Regions from separate parts of the Mus musculus genome. Here all the other regions are linked to region 3. The links are chromatin contacts, called in public Hi-C and promoter capture Hi-C maps. All regions are on one chromosome and are shown on one strand. Each heading gives the region's core, a stretch centred on a gene start, on an enhancer-like site or on the middle of the called end of the contact. The rest is flanking DNA. Distances are from core to core; before and after follow the strand shown.

Evidence for each region. Hi-C and Micro-C count contacts between places; a contact is called where the count stands out from the background. Capture Hi-C pulls out chosen DNA fragments and counts their contacts.
Region 1: a Hi-C map of embryonic fibroblasts shows a contact between it and region 3, with 2.8 times the contacts expected there. The contact joins the enhancer-like site here to the promoter of Nhlrc1 in region 3. A contact is called at or near these places in 10 of 39 promoter capture datasets (cranial neural crest, embryonic stem cells, frontonasal cranial neural crest and 7 more), 1 of 15 datasets of contacts at CTCF or cohesin (embryonic stem cells), 20 of 484 Hi-C or Micro-C datasets (the C2C12 cell line, the G1E-ER4 cell line, LSK cells and 9 more), 16 of 115 datasets of contacts at active chromatin or transcription factors (bone marrow-derived macrophages, cardiomyocytes, embryonic fibroblasts and 9 more) and 4 of 9 other capture datasets (adipose tissue, embryonic stem cells, liver and 1 more).
Region 2: a contact with region 3 is called in a promoter capture Hi-C map of adipose tissue. The contact joins the promoter of Dek here to the promoter of Nhlrc1 in region 3. A contact is called at or near these places in 3 of 39 promoter capture datasets (embryonic stem cells, liver and pre-B cells), 2 of 484 Hi-C or Micro-C datasets (CD4 T cells and muscle stem cells), 3 of 115 datasets of contacts at active chromatin or transcription factors (effector CD8 T cells, embryonic stem cells and memory CD8 T cells) and 3 of 9 other capture datasets (adipose tissue, liver and pancreatic islet).

The regions. Positions count from the first base shown.
Region 1 is chr13:46,906,326-46,910,623 of GRCm38.p6, forward strand. The region is part of intron 2 of Kif13a (kinesin family member 13A); the gene reads right to left. Among named protein-coding and RNA genes, the nearest start is that of Gm22960, 5.9 kb to the left of the region's middle. Within about 2 kb of position 1,761, at least 53 of the 459 cell types and tissues checked have an H3K27ac peak or open chromatin away from gene starts, as enhancers often do. A contact at or near this core is called in adipose tissue, embryonic fibroblasts, olfactory sensory neurons and 3 more, where this site is marked.
Region 2 is chr13:47,102,900-47,107,599 of GRCm38.p6, forward strand. It overlaps Dek (DEK proto-oncogene (DNA binding)), which reads right to left and starts at 3,322. Exons shown (of 11, transcript NM_025900.2): 1 at 3,174-3,322; 2 at 2,673-2,838. The coding sequence starts at 2,829.
Region 3 is chr13:47,011,848-47,016,213 of GRCm38.p6, forward strand. Nhlrc1 (NHL repeat containing 1) reads right to left here and starts at 3,003. Exons shown (of 1, transcript NM_175340.4): 1 at 710-3,003. The coding sequence starts at 2,932. The coding sequence ends at 1,727.

The DNA.
Region 1 (4,298 bases), core at 511-3,010, 110 kb before region 3:
AGACGACGAGAGGAGAATTGTATTTTTCACATGACACTTCACCAATGACTCAGGTCCCAGAAACCACCTGGGTGATGGTGGCATTCAATACCCTGATGCTGGCTGGCCATGGCTACACGGTGCACTCAACTGTAAAAACTCAAGAAGGCCACCCTTGAATGGGTGCATTTTAGCTTAGGTAAATTATACCTTAATAAAGTTGGGTTGAAAGTCTATTATCCAGGATCTAATTATTCAGGTTGGGGCAAATCAGCTTCATTAACTCCTTTCATTCAGTTTAAACTGCCTGCATTGTAGCTGCCCCATTAATTCTTATAGAACATAAAACTTAAAAAAAAAATAAATGCCAATGTTGTTCAGGTAAGTCTACTTTTCTAGTTTTCACAAGCTGTGATCATTTGCTGACCTGAAAAGGTAGCCTAATAAATCTTTGCTGTGGCTCTTAAAAGTTGACAGCAGGGGACTGGAGAGATGGCTCAGCGGTTAAGAGCACTGACTGCTCTTCCAGAGGTCCTGAGTTCAATTCCCAGCAACCACAAGGTGGCTCACAACCATCTGTAATAGGATCCAATGCCCTCTTCTGGTGTGTCTGAATACAGCTGCAGTATACTCATATAAATAAATAAATAAATAAATAAATCTTTAAAAAGTTGACATCATCAGCTGAAGGTATGGCTCCTTTTACCTTATATTCTATACTTTAGGGTGGTGGTTGGTGGTGGTGATGGTGGTGATACTGATAAATTACTTAGTGAGCCATTGGGGTAAAATAACAGGAAAACAATGTATAAAAACTATGGAAGCGTCTGTTGCTATAAGAAATAAAATCTGTGTGTGTTGGGGGTGGGGGTGGGGTTCCACAGAGATCTAGCCATGCTGCTTTCTCAAAGGGGAAGAAGCATTTTCAGGAACTGTTGGGAAGTAAATAGAAGCAGGCAGATGACACTCTAGGCAGATTTTGCATGCACGTTAGTACATAAGGGACACTGCCATCTGCACAGCTCCAGATCTGGCTCTAGTTAATCCCATGGAAGTGTATTTTAGAAAGCACTTTCTAGGAAAGTACAGAGATATCCACTGAAGCTTGTGTGCCATCAACGAAAGGCTTCCTGGGATCCTCCGTGAACTGCCTCTTAGCACTTCTTCATGCTGTGTGGGATCTATCTAAGTCATGCCCAATCTTTACCTGTTTAGACAAATATAACTTGGTGATAAAGAAATGTCACTGCCATCACTCTGGGTGGTGCACTGTGACCACCCCACCCTTGGGAGGCCAGGGAAGGAGAGTTTTGAGTTCAAGAAGAGCATGGGCAATTTCAGTGAGACTCTCTAAGGTTAAAAATCAATCAATAGGGAGGACTCACAAGGGGATGTCTCTGTAGCATCCACCAGCGCTATGATCAATCCCTAGTATTGAAAAAGAAAGGAAGAACACAGGGAGAGGGAGAGGAGAAAGAAATGTGTCCACCAAGGCCAAGCACACAAACCCTCTGAAACCTGACTATCCAAGTACAGCATTCAAATACAAAAAGAATGTGGGTAGAACAGAGCTCTTGTCCCTTGTCACATCTCTGACAGGCCATTTCTGTAGCCAGCACCTCGGCAGTTATTCAGAGAACCCAGACTTCTGGTTCCTGGTCTTTACAAAAATCTCACATAGCTTTCCCTGAGTCAAAAGTTCCATTCTCCTTTTAGCAGCAGGAAAGGGGGAAAATATTACAAGTGACTCAAAACAAAGCTATCCGAGTGCGCGTTAGCGGGCGTTTCCAGGGCAACCCAAGATGCCTGCGATGCCGACTCCCTTGACTGGCCCGGCACTGAGTTTGATTTGCCCTGTTCATTTATTTCAGACTCACCGTTATAGTAACAGATACATTCATTTTAGCACTAACTTTAAATTGATGTAATAACACAAACTCAACAAATTCAAAGGTACCAATCTGAGCCCAGAGAAGTGGCAGGTTAAGATATCTGTTGCCAAGCCTGGCATCTATGTTCAATCCCTGGGATGCAGGCGGTCCTCTGACCTCCACAGGTATGCCATGGTATGCAAGCATCTTCCAACACACACACACACACACACACACACACACACACACACACACACGTAGATGAATGTAATTTTCTTTAAGTGCTAGTTTGGTACAGGGTTAAAATTTTGTACCTACATAGGTGGAAAAACAGAGGTGAAGCTAAAATGAAAACCATCAATGGTAGCTCATGGAAATTATGTGTAATTTATTTCATTTCCTCTAAGGTGACCCCACACTACAGCCTGAGTATACACGAGAAACACCCTGGTATGCCCATTTGGAGTTTGTTTCTTATTTTGGTTTTTTCCCCCCATTAAAAGCATATTTTATTTTTTGAAACAGTAAGTATTCAGGATTGTGGAACATGTTTTTGGCAGTGATTGTGGCATGTTTTGGCAAATCCAAAAGTTCTGAGGACTAGCTAAAGGAACACAAGCAAGAAGACACTCAAGCTGGGTACGGAAAGGAACACCTGAACTCTGGCACTTGAGAGGATCAGGAGTTTCATGTTTAATAACCAATGTCTTGGCTGTAAGTGAGTTCAAGGCCAGCCCGGGCTGTATGAGACCCTGCCTCAAAAATGAAGAGGAGATGAAGAAGAAGGGGAGAGAGAAAGAGGAAGGAAGAGAAGAGAAGAGGAGGAAAGGGAAGAAAGAAAGGACAAGACAGAGTCTTGAGGGCTAAGAAGGACGATCTGTGTATACACCAAAAAAAATTAAAAATAAATAAAGGAGAGGGTGACTAATAAGCAGAGCATCTGTGACAGCTACTCTAAACACGTGACATGCCTGGGGGTTTCACACGGACCAGCACAGTCACCTGACTGCACCCTCCTACCTTGATCACTGTGAGAGGTAATTTCAAGGAATCTTTGTTCCACTACTTGTGTAATCCCCCTGTCGTACGGCTCCGACTCACATGCAGAATTGGTCACTAAAGCAGCTGCCACTGAGAGCGTTATCGAGCTCACTTGAAGTTGCGGGTGACAGCACATGGAGTGGAAGCAGCTCACCCAAGGTCACCCAGCTTCGGCAAGGTCACCTGGCTAGTGTTCCTAACACTAAAGAAGAACAGAAAACTCAGGATCCAGCCTGGCTCTGCAGATGCTGGGCTCCCTTGCAGTACAGATGCCTTCTCAGAAGCGAGGTAGCCTGAAGGGGAAAGTTTGCAGACAGGAGATACTAACACAAGAGGGAGAGAAAACGTCAACAAGGTGGAACTGTGCTCAGACTAAACCTCCAGCACAGGGTGCCTAGCGGCGGTACACATAGCAACCACTTCCAGAGCTTTAAGGAGTTATGTATCCCAGTGGTATAAATTACTGCACACCAACCATGAAATGCATTAGACGGTTGACAGTCTGATGAGCAAACCATATTTATCTCTAACCTACATTTTGTAAGTTTTCAAATAGCTGCTGTGTTTATAATGAGAATAAATGACACTAAGAGCAAAGAAGTTGCTGGAGGAAAGAAAGAAAGAAAAGAAGGAAGGAAGGAGGGAGGAAGAAAGGAGGGGCTAGGGGTCATTTATTTCCCCTGCACAGGCAGATGTTAGCTATGAGTACCTGAAAAGGCTCAGGCAGCATCGTTAGGATTAAGCATAACAACAACAAAAGATTGGAGTCATAGTTTAGAGATGATAATGTAGTAGCAAGCATGAAGCCACTGTTTGACCCCCAACCCTACAAACAACAAGGCCAGAACTAGAGCCATTTATTTCATCTACGGCTGAGTCATATGAAAAGTGCTCAGAATTAGAGAAGACAGAGAGAACCCAACTCAATCACCCAGAAAGAATGGGAAACCAAATTTGTCTAAGTCAGAGAGAAACAATGGAAAAACATTGTAACAAAGATCCTGTGGAGTCCAGGAACCAAGAAGACATCTGCTTAGTCTCCAAGGCTACACCAGCATCCAGGCTGCTGCCGACCACTATTTCCCAGCAACTTTTACTTCCCAGAGTGCTCAGTGTGGTTTCCATCTCTCAACTGGCCAGCCACAGTGGTCTGCCCTCCTGCTGTGACTTCCAGCCATGGGATTATGCTCAGTTTGACAACCACTGCACCAGGTATCACCAGCAACTCACCGTCAAGGGGCTTGTTAAATAAAACGTAAAGCTTTACATGACCAACTCTGTAAAGAATAGACAGAGACTTGACAAAGTCTACCAAGGCCTTTCTTACAAACATAAATGTGAACAAATTTTAAGTTATCCCTGCAGCATGCCACTCTCCGGGGACTTCCATGCCAGTGTACACTCTTG
Region 2 (4,700 bases), core at 2,072-4,571, 91 kb after region 3:
GGATAAGGATATAGCTCAATGATAAACGTCTGAAATGTTCAAGTCCCTAGATTCAATCCTCAGTTTTGAAGAGAAAAAGATAATAGATATAAAATGTGTGAGACTGGCTGGCTAGACTCCTGAGCATGTAAGGTGCTTGCTGTCCAGTCTGGTGATCTAAGTCCAATACCCTGGGGTCTAAGCCCAGAATGAATATGGTGGAAAAGAAATGACTCCAAGATCTCTTCTGACCTCCATATGCACCACTCCTAGCCACACACAAGACACAGAATGCTTTGTGAGGGACTGGAGACATGGCTCGGTGGTTAAGAGCACTTACTGCTCTTTCAGAGGACCAGTGTTTAGCCACTGAGCACATGGCAGCTTACAACCCTCTCTGACTCCAGGCACCTTCTGGCCTCCAAGGATACCGGACCATGGTGGTGTACACACATACATGCAAGCAAAACACTCATATATAGAAAATAAAAAGAAAGCTTAAAAACAAAATTTTTGTGAGTTGAAGGGGGATTATTATTTGGGGAGGAAAAAGAATCAAAACATTAGTGTAGGCTTTCCAAGATAGGTCAGGTTTGGGGGATATAAAGATTTGTGGAGAATAAATGGAGAAAGACAGCACTGAGTGGAACAGCTCCTATAGTCACCCGACTGCCTCTTAGTACCAAGTCATTCACTTGCTCTGGATCAGATCTACAAATTAGTTCTCAGAAGCCCAACCTGGAGCAGAGCTTTCAAATGACTGCACCCCACTGTAACCTTGACAGCTCCTCTATGTCCTACAGGAACCCAAACAACACATCCAAAAGACCTCAGCATCACTGCCAAGCATGCAGGCTTGGTTTTCTACAGAACAGCAGCAGCATCCAAACACTATAGAGGAAAGGCGAAGTCACAGCTCGGCCTCTCATCTCCCCCAACTCACTTCCAATTCTCGCCTCACTTCACAGACCAGTAATTTCACTGACCCCACACCTCTCTGTCATCATACTGAAGGTAAGTATTCTGGGACAAGTAGAATAGAAACTTGCCGTTCCAGTTACCTGGAATGTCCCTAAAGAGAAAACTGAGTAAGAAGGAACCAGATTAAAACTGTGAAGGACTAAACCTACAAATAGCACTTTTAAAAACACAACCAACTTATTCAGCTAGAATGAAATCCAGGATCTTCTAAAGCACTCAATGACAGCCTCCCCAGACACTACTGTTTGGGCCTTTTATACAGAATGTCTCACTTTCTTTCTGCCCAAGAAAACTCACCACCTCTAGAACTCTAGTATCACAACTTTGCCCCACTAGGAAGAAAAACAAACAAAAACACACACACACACACACAAATCCTGTAAAAGTGTTAAAGTCTTAGTTATACTGATAGTGCAGTCAACTTTCAGTCATTATTGTTAGCATTCTTTCTAGGCTCCGCCCAACAGTTACCTAGCAACAGCCAGGTAGGCCTGGCTGGCTATAAAAGGGTCTATTTGTACTCTCTTAACTCTCTGCCCCCTTTCACTTTCTCCCCTTCCCCTCTCTCTCCACGTGTTCCTGGCTGCTCTCTCTCCTCCCCTGCCCCAAATAAACTGTTCTACACTACACTTATCTATGGCTGGTACCTCAGGGAGGAGGGATGCCTTAGCACACACTGCCATCATACCATGCTCTAAAACACCACATCATTGACTTTATAGAACACACCAATTATAAATAATCTAAAAGCAATTTAAACAATTCTTATTAAGATTTATAATTAAAGCCAAGGTTGTACTTAAATGACACGCTCCCATAAGGTCTTAGAGCACATACCACTTCAAATAATAAGTATGCCTTGTCCTCTTAACCTAGATGGTATTTATAAAAAAAAAAAAGAAGAAAGAAAAGAAAGAAAAGAAAAGAAATGACAGTTTGGGAAGAGCACTTTAACCTTTAGGCCTGCTCCCAAGTCTGGCTGAGCTGTGGCCATCTGCACCATTAAGCTAGATTGTGAAGCTGTGCCTTGGATTTTCCAATAGCTGAGCCTGTCGGGTAGACTGATGCATGCACTCTGACTGACACAATGCTTCTTCGCCCCGCTCTGCCTCTACTCAAATGAGGCTTCTTACCACCCTCCTTGGGTCAGAATCAGTCCCCAAAACCGAGAGAGCTGCGGGCTCCCGTTCTAACTTTCAGTTCAGTTTTCTCATTTTTAAACTACTTTCTCCAACAGCAACAACTTTCACGGCAAAGAAAAGCACTCCCACAAGAACCCTTATGGGGGAGGGGCGGGGGAGGGAATCAGCAGCTACACACAGCCGAGAATATGGAAATGAAAACATTTCCAGGATTTGCAAGAATGCCTTGCAGTGTTGTTTCGTTACGGAACCTCGGGGTAACTTCAAAAAGCGGATCTCAGACTTACAAACTCCCTAAACGAACGACGAAGTGTTCTGAAGGCGCATCGGGAAAAGGCTCTTGCTACACTTGCACCGAAACCTTGGCAAATACTCAAAAAAAAAAAAAAAAATCCAGATTCTCTGCCACTGATTGTTAGCATTCGCGTGAAATCCACCACTCCGACTTGACGCCTCTAAGCGTTAAAATGCAAGATAACTGTTTCCCAAAAGGAGCGAGGGAAGGGGAAACTTTTGATGTGGGAAAAAAAAAAATCCACCCGTGAGGGATGCGTATCCCTGCCCACCCACCTTTTTCTTCCTCCTCGTCCTCTTCATCATCGTCTTCGTCATCCTCCTCCTCCTCCTCACTCTCTTCCCTGGGACCCGGCATCTCGGGTTCCTTCTCGGATGAGGGCGGCACGGGGGCGTCCTCTCCCTCCGCAGCGGGGGCCGCCGCCGCCGACATGCTGGGGGCCTGCGGGCGGGGAGGAAGCCGCACGCTTCGGTTCTCTCGCTCGCGCGGGCATGGAGCGTGCCGAGCGCCCAGCGTCAGCTCCCCTCCAAGTCGCCTACCCTGGGTCTGTCACTCGGCCCGCCTCCCCGGGGATGCCCGAGGCGGGAAACCGCACCGCCCTCTCAGCCGCCCGCGCGCGCTCCCGCCCGGCCTGCGCCGCCCCGGGCCGGCTCGGGCCCGGCCAGTGTGGCCCAGGCGAGCCGAGCCTTGCGAGTCCCCTCCCCCGCGGCGGGCCTCAGTGCTTCTGGCCGCGTCCCCTCCCCGCTGCCCCGGCGCCTCCCCGCCGCCGTCCTCACCGCGGGTGCGCACGAGAAGGCCGCCGCTGTGTAGAAGTCGCGCGGGGCCGAGGTCCTCGCGCCGCGCGCTCGCTCTCTCTCGCGCTCTCTCTCTCCCCGCTCCTCAGAATCAACAAGATTTTCAAAATGGCGGTTCGGGAAGCAGAGCGGGAAGGCGCCGGCCAATCAGCGCGCGGCGCTGGGAGTTGGCGCGCGCGGGAGGGCGGGCGGGAGGCGGGGCGGCGGCGTCTCTCGCGGGCTGCCCGGGCGGGGTCTCGGGGGGTCTGCGGTCCGCGGGAGGACCCGGGTCGCGGCGTCCGGCGGGTGGCTGGGTGGGTGCACGGGGTGGCGGGCGGGCGCGAGCCGGGGCCTCCGCGCTGAACGGTTGGACGCTAGGGGGCCTGCGAGCTTCCAGCCTCCCGATCCCGGGAGAAAAATGACCGGCCGTCCTGGGCCGCGGAGCCGGGGAGCGTCTGGAGGTGACGAAGTTGAGGGATCCGCCGAAGTCTTTCTCGACTCGACTTCACGCGGCGATCACCCCGCGGACGGGGTTGATTCGGAGCCACCACGTTTGTTTCCGAGGGGTCGTTCGAGATGAAGGCTTCCAAATGAGACCTACTTGCGAGGCTTCCCGTCGCCGGTACGCTGCACCGTGACAGGGACCCACCACGTTAAGTGCTCACACCACCAGCGACATAAATAGGTTTCAAACCGGTGAATGTTAGACAGATTCACCCTCTTCCTTTCTCTAGCCCCCTTGGTCTCCCCTATAATGCAGATACGGTATTTGTCCAGCCACACTCTCCTGTCAAGAATTCTAGGCAAGCCCTCTGATACCTTTTAGAGTCCACAGTTTAAAAGCAACATTTCCTTACGTGCTCTCCTATGTGATTGTCTTCATTTTTTCCCTACCCTGAGAATAATCTCCCTCCCTCCCTTTTTTTTATCCAGTCAACCTGGTGGAAATATGATTGGTTTCATTTGCCATAATAGTCTCCAAGTTGAGGGACAAAAGTTAGACTTTATTTTCTTCTGTGCCCCTTTTGTAAACATACGCAAAGTCCTGCTATTTTTGCTTTCAGATCTTAAGCCATCTCCCATTCTACTGATTCTGCTCACCTTTCTTTGTTTTTTAGTTTGGGTTGCAACAGAGCCCTTTCCAAGGGCTACTCTCTCTGCCTTTTCCCACTAATCACACCTCAGCCAAAGCTATTTTATTTAGTTTGATCTTCTGCTTATAAGCCTCAGATGGTCCCATCATAACTTGGAATAACCTCCAAATTTCCATATCACAACGTGTAAGATGCTACTTAACTGGCTGCTGACCCTCTGTCTGATGGCTCCCTGACACAGTTGGCCTGTCAGTCACACATGCCTTCCCTCATGTTCCTGCACATGGCTGTCATTCACACTATCTAGGATTTACTCTTCCACTGCCAGGGCTGCTCCTTCCTATTGTCATCAATGAACTCGGTCCTTCCCATCACTTATCTCTGGTCAAGTATTTCTCTTACCTCCAGGCCATCACTGTTTTGATACCATTCTCAT
Region 3 (4,366 bases), core at 1,753-4,252:
CTTCAATCTCAGTGCTACAGAGGCAGAAGGCAGAGGAAGCAGGAGGCAGAGGAGGCAGGAGAGGCAGAAGGCAGGCGGATCTCTTGAATTTTCAAGGGCAGCCTGGTCTACAAGTGAGTCCAGGACAGCCAGGGCTACACAGAGAAACCCTGTCTATAAATAAATAAATAAATAAAAAATAAAATAAATCTTTGTAGAGCTAGCTGTAACTCAGTTGGTAGAACACTTACTTAGCATGTATGACGCCCTGGGTTCTACCTACCTCCAGCACCACAGAACCCTTGGTGTTGTGGTACTTGACTTTAATTCTGCACTTGGGAGATGGATGCAGGAGGATCAGAAGTGAAGGTCAGGCTTAGCTTCAGAGCATGTTCAAGGTCGGTCCAAGATGTACAAGACCTTGTCCCCAAACAGCCTCTTTGTATAAAAGGATATCATTTTGTTGACACAACATTAGTTCTTATCTAAAGCAAACTCTCACCTCTCAAAAGCATCCCCAGAAAACATTTTCATGCTGCCCCAGAGGTGTAAGTTATTTGGTATAATTCCAACATCCCTGAACTCAAAGATTTTTGTGCTTGCTTAAAAAAAAATAGAGAGGATCAGCATTTCACCCCAAATATTCTCCACTCCTCCCCTCAATTACAGCACTGAGGAGCCCTTACATTGTCAAGGCTGTGCTTCCATTCAAGACACGTTTCCAGCACTCTAAAAGGACGAAGACTGTTTATTAAGTACAGTGTTTGAATCACATTTCAAATTACACAGAGAAAAGCCTCCATCACAAAGTGCTTCAGGCGTCAGAGATTTACCACACCAAACAAAATCACTTCTGCCATCAATGTGCTGGGGCAAGATCTAATTAACACGAGTCTCATATGCCCATGACGCTAGCAGGCAGTGGCTCTGCAGATTTTTCTCAAATTATCACTGCGGGATAGTTCCCAGTGCCCATAGAGGAAGAAGAAAGAGGGGGAGAGAGGGAGAGAAAGAGAGGGAGAGAGAGAGAACACACTAGTCCAGCTTAGCCTCAAAATTACTAGGTAGCTAAGCTGCAGATTGCATTGAACTTCCTGCCTCCACTTCTCAGGATTTGGAGTTCTGGCACACACTATCATCCTGGCAGCCTTTGCCTTATAAGGAAAGAGCTCAACTTTGTTTCTTGTTCAAATCTTGGAACTGGTAATAAGCTATCTACTCTACCTTTGGGGGAGCTCACAGCTGAAGGTGATGGACAACTTCCCTTTTCTCCTAAAATCCCCATGAAGACCCCTTTCTTGTCTTTGTGCACTTTACCAGTTACCCACTTGTAAGGAGAACATACATACATAAGACACAGCTCACAGTTTTTGTTGTTGTTGACGACATCTAACATCATATCTAAGAGCAAGTGGTTTGGAGCCAGAACTGAATTCAACTGTCCCAGTGAATACAACTCTAAAGAAACCATACTGAATGCTCTGGGTCTGTCTTCTCATCTCCCAAGTGGACGGATAATAGGAATTAACATCGCTGTGTGTTAAGAAGCAAACAGGCTAAGATCTGCAAATTTCTTAACACGGGAACAGGCATTCACCGAATGACAAATTTAATTATTAGTCTTTTAAAACTGCCTTAGTAACTGCTTTTGCCATTCAGTTACCATTACTTCTGTCTGGATGGATGGGTGAGACCAATTCACTCCCAATGACACCAAGATTTCTGACTCCTGGCTTCAGGATCCCCATCACCCTCCGTTGCCCTCCATCACTTTAAAGACTTTTATAGAATGGGATGCAGTATCCAGCACAAGAAGAGAATTCTCCTTGGTGAAGGCCAGTGCCACAGGACGGGAGAGGCCGTGAGTGATTATAGGCTTCAGGGCTGGGAATTCTTCGGGTTTCCCCAAGCAGACGATGGCTGGACCAGAGGTGTCAGCAACAATCACGTTTCCTTGGTGATCGAAGGTCACAGCAGAGGCAGTTACTTTGGAGGGGAAGAGGAGGTTCAGCCCGAAGCTATCCACCTGGCCAATCAGCTGCATAGTGGAGTTGAACACCTTCACCCTTGTGTTGTTACAGCCAGTCCTCCCAAAGGCACAAGGATGCTCTAGGACCGCGATGGCCCCCGTGAGCCATGACACTGCCAACCCACGGGGACTGCATAGGTGAGCTTGCAACCTCTCAATCCTCCGAAGGACCCCTTCAGGGAAATCCGCTTCCAGCAGGTGCAAAGTCCCTGCCTCTGCATCAGTCACCAGGACCCCATTGTGAGGGGTGATCTCCACACCCCAAGGCAGGGAAAACTGCTTTCCCACAACCAGCTTGATCTGGCCAAAGAAATCAAACACTTTGAGGGAGCAGTCGCCAGCGTCGGTGACAACCACATGGCAGTCGTTGGTGACGGCGACATCCAGTGGGTACTTCACGTCGTGCGCTGCGTCCCCCTTTTCTCCAAACTGGTGTGCACCTCCTCCTCCGGAGTCAAAGATCTTGACCCGTCTCTTCCCGTCGTGCACGACCACTACCCGTCCGGTCTTGGGGCACAGTGCAAGCCCTGTGGGGTTCACTAGGGTCCCCCACCCGCCGAAGGCGTGGTAGCAGGTGAGAGTCCCCGGCGCGAAGGGGGCGGCGCTGAGGGCAGCCGGGGACGCGTGGAGGGTGGAGCCCAGGAGCTCCAGGAGGTGCAGCACCGGCAGGCAATCGCTGGTGTCACAGGCTCGGCAGGCCCGCCGGCAGAAGGGACACTCGAGGCCCAGCGTCCGCGGGTGCGCGAGAGCGGCGACACAGGCCAAGCAGACCACGTGGCCGCAGGGCAGGTTGCGCGGGCGCCGCTGCTGCCAGTGGCCGAACCTCTCGAAGCACACCTTGCACTCCAGCAGGCTGACCTCCGCCTCCCGCACCAGCTCGGGCCGCACCCCAGCCGCTGCCACCGCCGTCGCCTCCTCCCCCATTGCTCCCGCTGCTCCGCTGCCTCCGCGCAGCCCTCAGTCACGGCCACGGTCACGGTCACGGAGCGGGGCATGCGCTCTGACGCAGGGCGCACACTGCCACCCCCTGGCGGACGCACGACGCAGTCGTCCGCATGCGCCGTGCGCAGACCTGGGATAATCACGTCACGGGTGGAAGATTCCAGGATTAAAGATTGAGACATGTCAGCGGGTGTGGGGGCGGGGTGTGATGAGTGGGTCTCTCCGTGTCCTCCTGTAAGTGACAGCTAGTCTCTCAGGGATGGTGCCCAAACGGACTGCCAGTCAGCTTCGCTGGGAGGTGGGTACCAGGGCTAGACAGGAACAAGACATGGCTCCTAGTCTCTGTATAGTAAGATTCTGAAGACAGAGACACAAGAAAGAAGATAACTTCAAGGGGCAGATGTGCATTCCTCTCTGCTGTGTTTTTTCCTTCTTGTGAGAAGGTAGCTACGTAGACGTCAAAGAATTGGGTGTGATAGTTGTGATGCCGGGACTCAGGCGGCAGAAACAGGAGAACAGCTGTTGGTGGTTAGTTGGAGGCCAGCCTAGGCTACAGTGCCTAAAAAAACAAACCCCCAAACCAAAACAAACAAAAGAATACTTGTGAAGTGGGTTTGTGTGGAAGGGATATTTTGAAAGCTGTTAGCTTTCTCGCATGGTGGTCTACATAGTGAGTTCCAGGCCAGTTAGAGGCACAAAGGGAGACCCCGTCTCAAAAACAAACAAAACAACAACAACAAAACTTGTTAGTTAGTAGCAGTTATAGAATTCGCTCGTGCCTGCCTTCTTTTAAGTGGTTTTCATTCACTTTTATTTAAGCCTCATGGAGGCCGTGATTGGAAGGCAGGCAGTTTGACTACACGGCATCTCACTGATCATCAGATATGGTTTTGTATGACAAATGTTTGAGTCTCCTTGGCAAAGGCTTAACTGCACCAGTGTGGGCTGAGGGGCACTGTGAAGGGGATTATAACGTACAGGTAAGTTCGAGCCAGCGGTTCCTCCCTGCAATGCCTTCCATCCCGAGAAAGATTGAAAGTAAAGGGGCTGAAGCGATGGCTCAGTGGTAAAGAGTGCTTGCTGCCCTTCTGGAGGACATGAGTTCAGTTCTCCGCACCATCTGTAACCCCAGCTCCAGGGAATCCAGAGTCCCCTTCTGGTCTCCATGCATTTGCAAACGTGTGAGATACATTCACATAAACATATACACCTGCAAATAAATAAGTATAGGAAATATTTCAAAACTGGAGAAATGATTGACAATAAAGATGATCGTGGAAGTATCCTAATCTTATGGTCAGTATAATCTTCCGAAATCCATTGGGGGTATTCAAAGCTCTCATTTTCGGAGTTAACTGTCTTACATGAACAAGGTGCTGGCCAAAACCATGTATTAGAACATTCTTATTCACAAAA